Regions from separate parts of the Mus musculus genome. Here region 2 is linked to region 1. Evidence: chromatin contacts called from public HiChIP or PLAC-seq data. All regions are on one chromosome and are shown on one strand. The core of a region is the stretch at or near the end of the contact, and the rest is flanking DNA. Distances in the headings are between cores, read along the strand shown.

Region 1 (4,824 bases), core at 323-2,822:
CACCCCTGCCTCCTGCCCACTCCCCCACTGCCCCCTGCCCCACCCCCTGCCTCCTGCCCACTGCCCTCTGCACCCTGCCCCACTGCCTCCTGCCTCCTGCCCACTGCCTCCTGCCCCCTCCCCCTGCCTCCTGCCTCCTGCCCACTGCCCCACTGCCCCCTCCCCCACCCCCTGCCTCCTGCCCCCTCCTCTCTGCCCCCTCCCCCTGCCTCCTGCCCCCTCCCCCCTGCCTCCTGCCTCCTTCCCCACTGCCACCGCTGAGCATTTGCTTCTCCATAGCTTTGTGTGACGCCCCTGCTATTCTTCAGGCTGAGTTCTATCCTGTCTGCTAGAATATAAGAACTGCAGGGTCCTGGACAGCAAGTCCCCAGTAGTCCCTGTAGCCTCCATATATCTGATGTCTCATAACCTCCCTTTCCTGTGACTGGGACAGATCTAGCATGTAAGTATACCCACTAAATGTGCCTGGACCTCTTCAGAAATCTTTTTTCAGTGGAATGCTATTTATATGCCATTTTCAAACGTTTTTGCTGCCAATGGGTGGCTTGGAAGTAGTTTAGTACTTTCTAGCCTCAGTTGGTCTTGGTGGAAAAAAGGAAATGTCACCAAACATGAAATTTACTGACAGACATTTCAGTCAATGCCATGTGCTTCCTGAGCCAGTGATCATGAAGCCAGTAAGAACAATCAGTAAAGCAGAAAAGGCTTGGTCCACCAACTGATGACACCACAGCTAAATCCCAAAACAGAGTCTCCTGGACAGACAAAGAACTGGTCCTCACTCGGGAAGGCTATCACTGTCATAATCGCAGATGGGAGTGCATACCTGCGATTGTCCAGTTTGAGGTCATATCATATGTTCAAAAATATGGTAAAGAAGAAGAATGCTTCTGGCTAAAGCCTTTGTTAAGTGAAATACATTAGTCTCACAAAGGCAAGGGTCACATGTTTTCTGTCCTATATTATATTCAAAGTAGGAAGAGAAAAGGAAAGAACACAGAAGTAAAAGGGTTGGAAGGGACTCAGGTTTGGAAAGGAAAAGGGATAGGGGTGGGATACAGAGAATGCTGGGAGATCCAAGTACATTGCACACATACATGGAAATAACACAAGAAATCTCTTACTTTATATAATTAATACATGATAATAGAAATTTAGCAATTTTTGATGAACACAATTTATTCCAGTTGACCTAAAAATGGTGATAGTAACCTAGAGACTTCATCTGTCTACTGTACATTTTCTAGACAGTCTTACTTAAAACAAACAAACAAACAAAAACTTGGAAGGAATGGTGTAGTCATTTAAAATGTTAGCAGCAGCCCCCACCACCACCACCACCATAGGTGATTTCTATAAAATACCTGCCTACCAACTGACATCCACACCCTTTAAGAACCAAAGGATGTTGTGTGGGCTTTGCTATCTCCTTTTCTCTAGGTTTCCCAGAACAAAGGCTTCCAGGAAACTTGAGCAAGAACTTTCAGTTCCATAAATCTTCTAGACATTGTGGAATGGGACTCAGGGTTCCAAGGCCTTTGATGAATATTAAAAACCCTTCTTTGCATAACTGTCACGTCCTTTTCAAGGAAAACCCAGAAAGCAATTGCTTTCTTCTTTCCACCGCTGGCCCTGTGTCTTCAGAGGAAGCACTGTGTCTGTTTTTATGACTAGATCTTTAAGAGGGGCTGGATTAGTGAGTTTCATAAATTCAGAAGATGAAGAATCTAGAACAAATTACATATGTGACGCTCAACACAGCCTGTGAAAACCTGTCATTTCTAGAAGGTGTTAGTGACCACAGGATTGTAACTTTGGAAATGAAAACCATATAATTTCAAAGTGACTATTTGAGGTTTGATAGTAAAAAGTCAAAGCTTAGAAATTGCAACCTCAGATCTTATTACTGCCAAGTCACCTTGCCTCCTAATTAAAACAGGCACAACAACGCTCTATAAATGGATTCTATTTTCTCCCTCTAACAAACGAGAGAAAAGCAGATTTTTAATGCACTAATTAGCTTAGTGATTAATTAGCTGAATTAAGACCAGTCTTTCCACTGAAGAAGTAACAAACTAAAGACAGAGGGTTGGAATCTGAATCTTAATCCACTTGACCCATGTGAAGAGCCTCCTGTGGTATGATGGCCGAGCATCTGTCCAGGTCTTCCTGGATTATGTTCCTGAATGAAAAAAGAAAAGAAAAGAAAGAAAAGGAGAAGGACATGACTACTCCTAAACTTTGGAGAATTTTTTATTGTGTATATAAGGGATTTGGAAGATGTCAGAGGAAAGAGTCCAGACTGAAAATGGAGGCAGACTAAACCGGACCATAAGAGGAGATGAGGAGAGCAAGAGAAGCCCTTAACAAAATGGCTGGATTGCATGGGGTCACGGTGAGGGAAGGGAAGCAGCCTCTAAGAGTAAGAGGTTTAGAGTGGAGGCCAGATCAGGAGGTGCTGGGAGGAGCCACAGGTACTGAGGGAGGCTGGGAGAGCTGGGAGGAGCCACGGGTATTGAAGGATGACGGGAGAGTTGGAGAGTAACCCCCTTAATATGTTGTTGATAGGCACCTCAACCATTTGACTGGGTTCTGAAACCCAACAATTTCTAGTGTCTGTGGTCTTAAGCATTTCTGGGTCTCTGGGTAGGTATTATGCCTACACTTGAATAAGTTGAGTGTTCCATACTACCTGACTCTCATGGGTATATTTGTGGTTTGCATAGTCTAAACCATAATCAATATATAGGAGGGTTCAATGAGCAAATGATTTTGGAAAATGCTGTGTTATTTGCCTCGTGGATCTATAACAAAATCTATTAACAGCGTGTGACATTAGAAATTATTCTACTCTGTTTAACCCCGTGTTTCCCAGCTTTTAATTGTCCAGGACCCTCCTTTTGGCACAGTGCATATTATCAGACACATAACTAGTTAGCATCTTGAGGGCCCGACAGTTGTGTGACTAATGGGTAAACACTTGGTTTTTCAATACTCTCCCTAACTATGCTAATTGGCTCTCTCCCTCACCTGCTTTCCCTTTTCCTGTGTCTTGGCATCTTAGGTCATTGGCCCCTCCTACTGCAGCATCAGGAGCCTTGTCTTGTCTTCTTTCATTAAACAGCCTTGGGATGTTGGTTGCACCACTTGGCAACTTCTCAGAATCTTGGGCCTGGGAATAGGAACTTGAGAACAAAGATCAAACTTTCTTCCTCAATCTTATTAATACACTGAAATGAAAAAGATACTGCTATTGAAGACTGAATGGGGACTCCCCACGGAAAATCTGAGGTGTCTCAGTGTTTAATAATTGAGAACAGTGAGGTGCCAGTTACAAAATGGTGGGTGTTCTGGAATGTATGGCCACAGGACCTGTGGTTTTTCTCCTACACTTTCCCTCCAACTGCCCTGTGTATCTAGTGAGACAAGCTCACAGTAGCACACGGTGGTCAATGCACACTGACTCAAAAGTTCAAAACAAAAAGTGCATTTGACACTTCTTCAACACTCCGTCTGGTGACACACGCAGCTGCCGCTGCTGCCTTCTTCTCCTGTGTTCAGTTATTATTCCAAGCCCGGGTCAACATGATCACCTTGTGCAAAGTACGGTGTCCTCTCCCTTCTTTCAAGGGAGCATTTGGACTCTGCTGAGACGCTGCAATACCACAGGTCACCAAAGCTGGCCTTATCCTTTGCTGAGTCCAGTCCTCTGCTGTAGATGAGTGATCTCTTTTTGACACCTGTACCCTTAGAACTTGCTGCTGCCTTAGCTTCAAAGTCACTCCTCTCCAGCTTCCTGACTCACTTCCGGGCCCCATGAAGACATTTAGTCTCTCAGCACTCCTGCTTTTCTCCACAGGTGTCAAAGGAACCTCTGGATACTCGGTGTGGCCCCTAACATAGCAGTGCTCAACTTGTGGGTTAAAATCCCTTTAGGGAGTCAACTGGGCTTTTCAAGTGGTCACTGAGACCATAGGAAAACATAGAGATTTATATTATGATTCATAAATGTAGCAAAATTACACTTATGAAGTAGCAATGAAAGTAATTTTATGTCTGTGGGTTACCGCGACATGAGGAACTGTGTTAAAGGGTCACAGTGTTGGGAAGGTTGAGAACCACTGCCCTATGAGGCGACAACGCCATGACAAGCTCATTCTCCATGACCTCCTCCTCTGGAGCATCTGAGTCAGATAGAACGCTCGGAGGACGTGAAGCACCAAACCCAGTGTCCTCGGGTGTCACCCTAGTGCCCACTACTACAAGTTGCTTTTGGAATGATCTTGTATTAGCTCTCTGTTACTAGAGCACATTTATTAAAAAGGTCATCTAGGCTAGTCATTTTGGAGGTTTTCATCTGTGATGGATTGGCCCTGTTGCTTTGGGGCCCATGGCAAGGCAGTATAGCTAATAAGTGACTGAAGAAGAGGAGGAAAGAACTGGGGAATCCCACAATCTCTTTCAAGAAAATAAACACAGTGACCTGAAGACCCAACACTAGGCCCTACATAAAGGTCCATCACCTCACAAAAATGCCAAGCCAAGAATCAGACTTTTGATGACATTCCGAAAGTGGGCTTTTCAAGGACCCCTCCAAATCAAAGTAAACATACATACATATACAAACAAATATAACAGTTGTAATGTCTATATGCTTTTACACATTAATAATGTGTATGAAAATAGTATGCTACTTTGTAGAGATTATAACCAGTCATAAAATTGAGCTTGTATGGAAACAGCCAGAAATAGAGCAGTGAGAGAATGCCTCACATCATGCAAGAATGTTCTAGCAAAACAGTTCTACGAAGATGGACACCCATA
Region 2 (4,350 bases), core at 939-3,438, 440 kb before region 1:
GATTTCATGTGTGTGAGTGTTTGTCTGCATCCATGTACTACATATCCACACCCCCTGCTGTTCAATGCCCATGGAGGCCAGTGTAGGGCATTGGGTTCTTAAACCTGGAGTCTTAGAGTTATCAGATGTCATATAGGTGCTGGGAACCAAACCCAGGTTCTCTGCAAAAGCAGCAAGGGTTTTTTACCCAGATAGCCTTCTGGTCAATACACGCGCATGCACCCGCACACACCCCACGTTCTACCTGGATGTCAAGAGGCTAAGTGTTCAAATTCAGCTAAAGAGACAACAAAGCATGTGAAAAATTTAAAATAAAATCTTTGTTACAACTTTGAATTAAAACTATGGTGAGATTTGTGGGTGCATATGTGTGTGTGTGTGTGTGTGTGTGTGTGTATGGGTGGGTGGATGTGGGTGTGTACTTTCGGGTACATCTTGCTGCATTGCCTTCTAGAAATATTATATCAATATTCCTACCCACTGTGTATTTGAGAAAGCCCATTTCCCTCACTAACACTGGACATCACCTCCCTTTTGAATGGTTGCCAATATTCTATGAATACTAGTCTCCTGCTATTTTCATATGCAGCCTTAATTATTAGTGAGATTGGACAACTCTTGATGTTATTGCATTGGTCCTTTTAATCACAGAGGAAATGATGTCATTGTAGCTGAAGGGGAAGCAGAAACATTCAGATGAGCTATCGTATTTCAGAAGGTCCTGTCTAGCCAGATGTGCTGGCTTCTTTATTAGCACCATGACAGTGGTTATACTTCAGCCGTTCTATTTGTGGTCAGTCCTCACGAGCCTCTGAAAAGGGGATCGCTGTTGCTCCTAAGTGTAAAAGGATGGGATGGAGAGAAGGAATCTGATGGGTCTGTGATCCCACGGGCAAAAACAGACTTGGGGATGAAGCAGATTTGTTTGTTTTGAGTGGTATGTATGAAGTAGGCTATTGAACCCAGGGTCTCCGGCATGCTAAACGTATGCTGTGCCACCAACCAACACAATCAACACTACAGTCATGAAGCCCAATTTTGTAGATTCTAGTCTTTACTTCATCCTTACTGTACTGTGTTGGCAACTGAAAAAAAAAAAAGCCAAATTCCTGGGCACACATTTCTCCAACAGTAAAAACTACGTGTGCATACTTAGCCCAGGGCTGAATATACATAACCTTATTGAATTCTCGGAACAACTCCACGGGGGAAAGGACAAATTATTGGCCACCCAGGCAGGATTTTAACATCTGAGGGCCACGCCTGGGACCCCTGGGTCACATGTTCTCACTTCAGCTAACACAGTGTATGCTAACACATCCTCCAGACTGAATGTTGCCACGAAAGTGTGAAATGTATTCACAGGGTGAAAGACGATTACAAGCTGAGAACCAAGGCCGAGCAAGGGATGACTTGTCTATACTTTTTGGGAGTAGAAGAATATTTCGTGTGTGATTGTTTTCTACATTGTTAAGAGGCCCAACGCGCCTGGTGCCTGTATTTTAGAGGCCACTAGAATCTCCCAGGTGGCAGAACAGCACAAACACTTCTTTCTGAATTGGCCCAGTATAGGAGTGTTACTTGTCTGGTTGCAAACCATCAAACAAAAGGACCCCGTCCTTGAGTATATTATATGTTTATTAGATGCCAGGTGTGATTGTGTGCAGCTGGCCTGGTTAGGCTAGGCCAACCCTTTGTACAGGGCCTCAGGTTTGAAAGTGTGCCCTGGAGAGGCAAGAGTCTATTGCTGTTCCTTCCTTTGAGCCAGATCTTCAGCAGTCCCTCAGAGCTCCCGGTGCAGCCTCTGTCTACAGACAGTCAATAAATGTCAATGTGTACAGCTTGACGGATGTCTGCTGTTTGGTGCAGGGCTCAGACATCGCTTTTCCAGGCCTGGATCATATCTTTCTTCTGGATCACGGAGGCAGCAACAGGCAGGTGAATCATCCCCTCAGACGAGGGAACAACTTGTACAGGGCAGCGCCTGATGTCTGTGGATCTATCCCTTCCCAAACCAGCCTGGCTCAGCTCTCTTCGCCATGACAGCAGGCAGACACATTGATTTAGTTGCATCCTTTCTGTTAAGCCCACACATACCCAGGGCTGTTGTGTGAGCTCGTGTGACCTTCAGAAAGAGCAGAGCCTCTGGGTGCAATCTATAGAGCTTTGGAAAACTCCAAGAGGAAAGGATAACAAGTGGCTACTTGGAGTTTGGCTTTGGGCCTATAAGTGCCTGCAGCCAGCGGGCCATGTTTACCAAGTTGGGCCTACTTCTGGACAGCCAGGCAGAAGCAGGATTTAAACCTTTGCTTGTTTCCATTTGCTCAAAGAAGATAATTTGTTATGGAGCAGTCAGAGCACAGGGAGGAAGTGCTCATTCCTGAGACAAGAAGATCTTTATAGCAGTTAGACTTCCTCTCCTGTGTAGACAGAAGAGGCCTACTTCCTTCTTGCTGCTTGGTTGGGGCTCACTATAATAAGACAGCTTGCTGTCACAAAGCAAACGTGTCCTTAAATCAGTGCATGCCACATGCAATCTATACACGGTGCGGTGCCAACCTCTTAAGTTTGATGGACCCGCCTCTCTAGGAGGGGTGGTGAAGGGAAATAAGGGTGCCTCTTACTGAGTCCCACATGGCTCTACTTCCTCTGCTGAGAAGAACTGGGCAGAGGATTTTCTGGGGGAGGCTCAGGAACTATAAACTATCATTTGAGGCTCTTTCCAGAGGTTCTCTTGCTGGCAGGCATGCAGCAGAGGCATCAAGATGCTTAGAGGAGAAGATGGAACCTTTGTGAGTTTCCCGGGCTCTTTGCCCCCACTCCATGACTTACCTTTCAGTTGCTGTGCTGCATGGCTCCCCAGGAGCTAGAGCAGGAATGCGGCTGCTTTGTCAGCTGAAGCCTCGGTACCCAGAAGGCAGCGTAGGCAACGGGGAGAGAAGGGGTAGAAGATGCCAAGGCTGCTATCTTTACGTTTGTTCTGCATGCTCTCCATCCACTTTGCAGCTTTGTCTTTTGATCCAGACACAGGCCACAGCCACACCAGACAAATCACTGGAAGTGGTAAAAACTTTATAAACTTGAAGAGAGTGCCCTGCAAATACAGTATACTTCTATAAACGCCAGGGACACTCAGTGGGGGGACCAGCTCAGCTCTAGAGGTCTCATATTCTTTATTTGGGTTTTTTTTCAGAGCTCTACTTGTCTTGACACTAAGGCTTCTGGATAAGAAGTGACTATGATCTTCAGGTATCCTTCTAGAGCTATACTTTGGTATACAGTGTGGTCTAGAAAAAGATTGGAATTTGGACTCAACCAACCTGGGACTAATTATGGGAGGTCACCATTTAGGAACTTTACAAATTGCCTGAGTTCTGATTTCCTTGCCCCTCAAAGAGAGTTTATAATTACATCTTACCTGAAACGGTTTCGGGAAGATCAATTGAGAATTGAGAACAGACCTGGCACCGTGTAAAGTGCTTTCGCAGTACAGTCTTTATTGGTCTCCTGCCTTAGAAGTAGAACTTTAAAGTCCCTTTCAATTTCACAGTCCTGTGATGTTAGGCTTTCTACAACACAGTCACCCACAGTCTCCAGAGTTGCGCACGGCCCAGTGGGATGGCTTTGTCCTCTGGATGGGATATGGTTTTGCAACATCTTAATTTTTTGTCCAGAGTTGAGCTCCATAAATCATCACAGCAACAATGGGCCAGGAGTTCCTGCGCATCTTCCTGCCAAGGCTGTATTGTTAGACATGAGGTCAGCATCACAGAGGCTGTCTGGAAGGCTGGTAGAAGGGGGGGCTGCCATGATGAGTTAGTGCCTTCTGGATGAGGTGTTTCTCTGAGAGTGACTTATACAGGCAAGGCCAAAGAACCAAGTGTTGAGTTTGGCTAATGCCCGCTAGAGAGCTGTCAAGACATTAAGGTTAGTTCATGGCTTAAAAATGTCTTGAATATCAATCTTGTCTTTTTTTTTTAACTGTGAGGAGGAGGCGTATTTGGTCAGTCTTGCCAAGAATAGGGGTTATGGCTGAGGTTTTGATATCAAATGGAAACAGCAGAATATAGTAGACTGTTTTTGGAATCCTAAAACCTGGGTTGAGGCGTGGCTGACTATTAACTAACTCCGTGTCCCTGTGCAGCTACAGGGGAGTAGTTACACCTCCTCTGACACATAAGAGTTAACACATACATGGGAAAAACGTCAAGTACTAGAGATAATGATATGTATCACATGGCATATAATTATCCCTGTTAAAAATGATCCCAAGGCAGAGACAGGCAGATTTCTGAGTTCGAGGCCAGCCTGGTCTACAAAGTGAATTCCAGGACAGCCAGGACTATACCG

The links. HiChIP or PLAC-seq counts read pairs in DNA pulled down with a chosen protein or histone mark.
Region 2: an H3K27ac HiChIP or PLAC-seq map of acute myeloid leukemia shows a contact between it and region 1, with 2.8 times the contacts expected there. The contact joins two enhancer-like sites. A contact is called at or near these places in 1 of 115 datasets of contacts at active chromatin or transcription factors (acute myeloid leukemia) and 1 of 9 other capture datasets (embryonic tail).

The regions. Positions count from the first base shown.
Region 1 is chr8:26,462,254-26,467,077 of GRCm38.p6, reverse strand. All of the region lies in intron 1 of Gm31983 (a long non-coding RNA gene), which reads left to right. Among named protein-coding and RNA genes, the nearest start is that of Gm31983, 3.9 kb to the left of the region's middle. Within about 2 kb of position 1,572, at least 1 of the 459 cell types and tissues checked has an H3K27ac peak or open chromatin away from gene starts, as enhancers often do. A contact at or near this core is called in acute myeloid leukemia, where this site is marked.
Region 2 is chr8:26,905,834-26,910,183 of GRCm38.p6, reverse strand. No RefSeq gene overlaps it. Among named protein-coding and RNA genes, the nearest start is that of Gm45572, 58 kb to the left of the region's middle. Within about 2 kb of position 2,188, at least 27 of the 459 cell types and tissues checked have an H3K27ac peak or open chromatin away from gene starts, as enhancers often do. A contact at or near this core is called in acute myeloid leukemia, where this site is marked.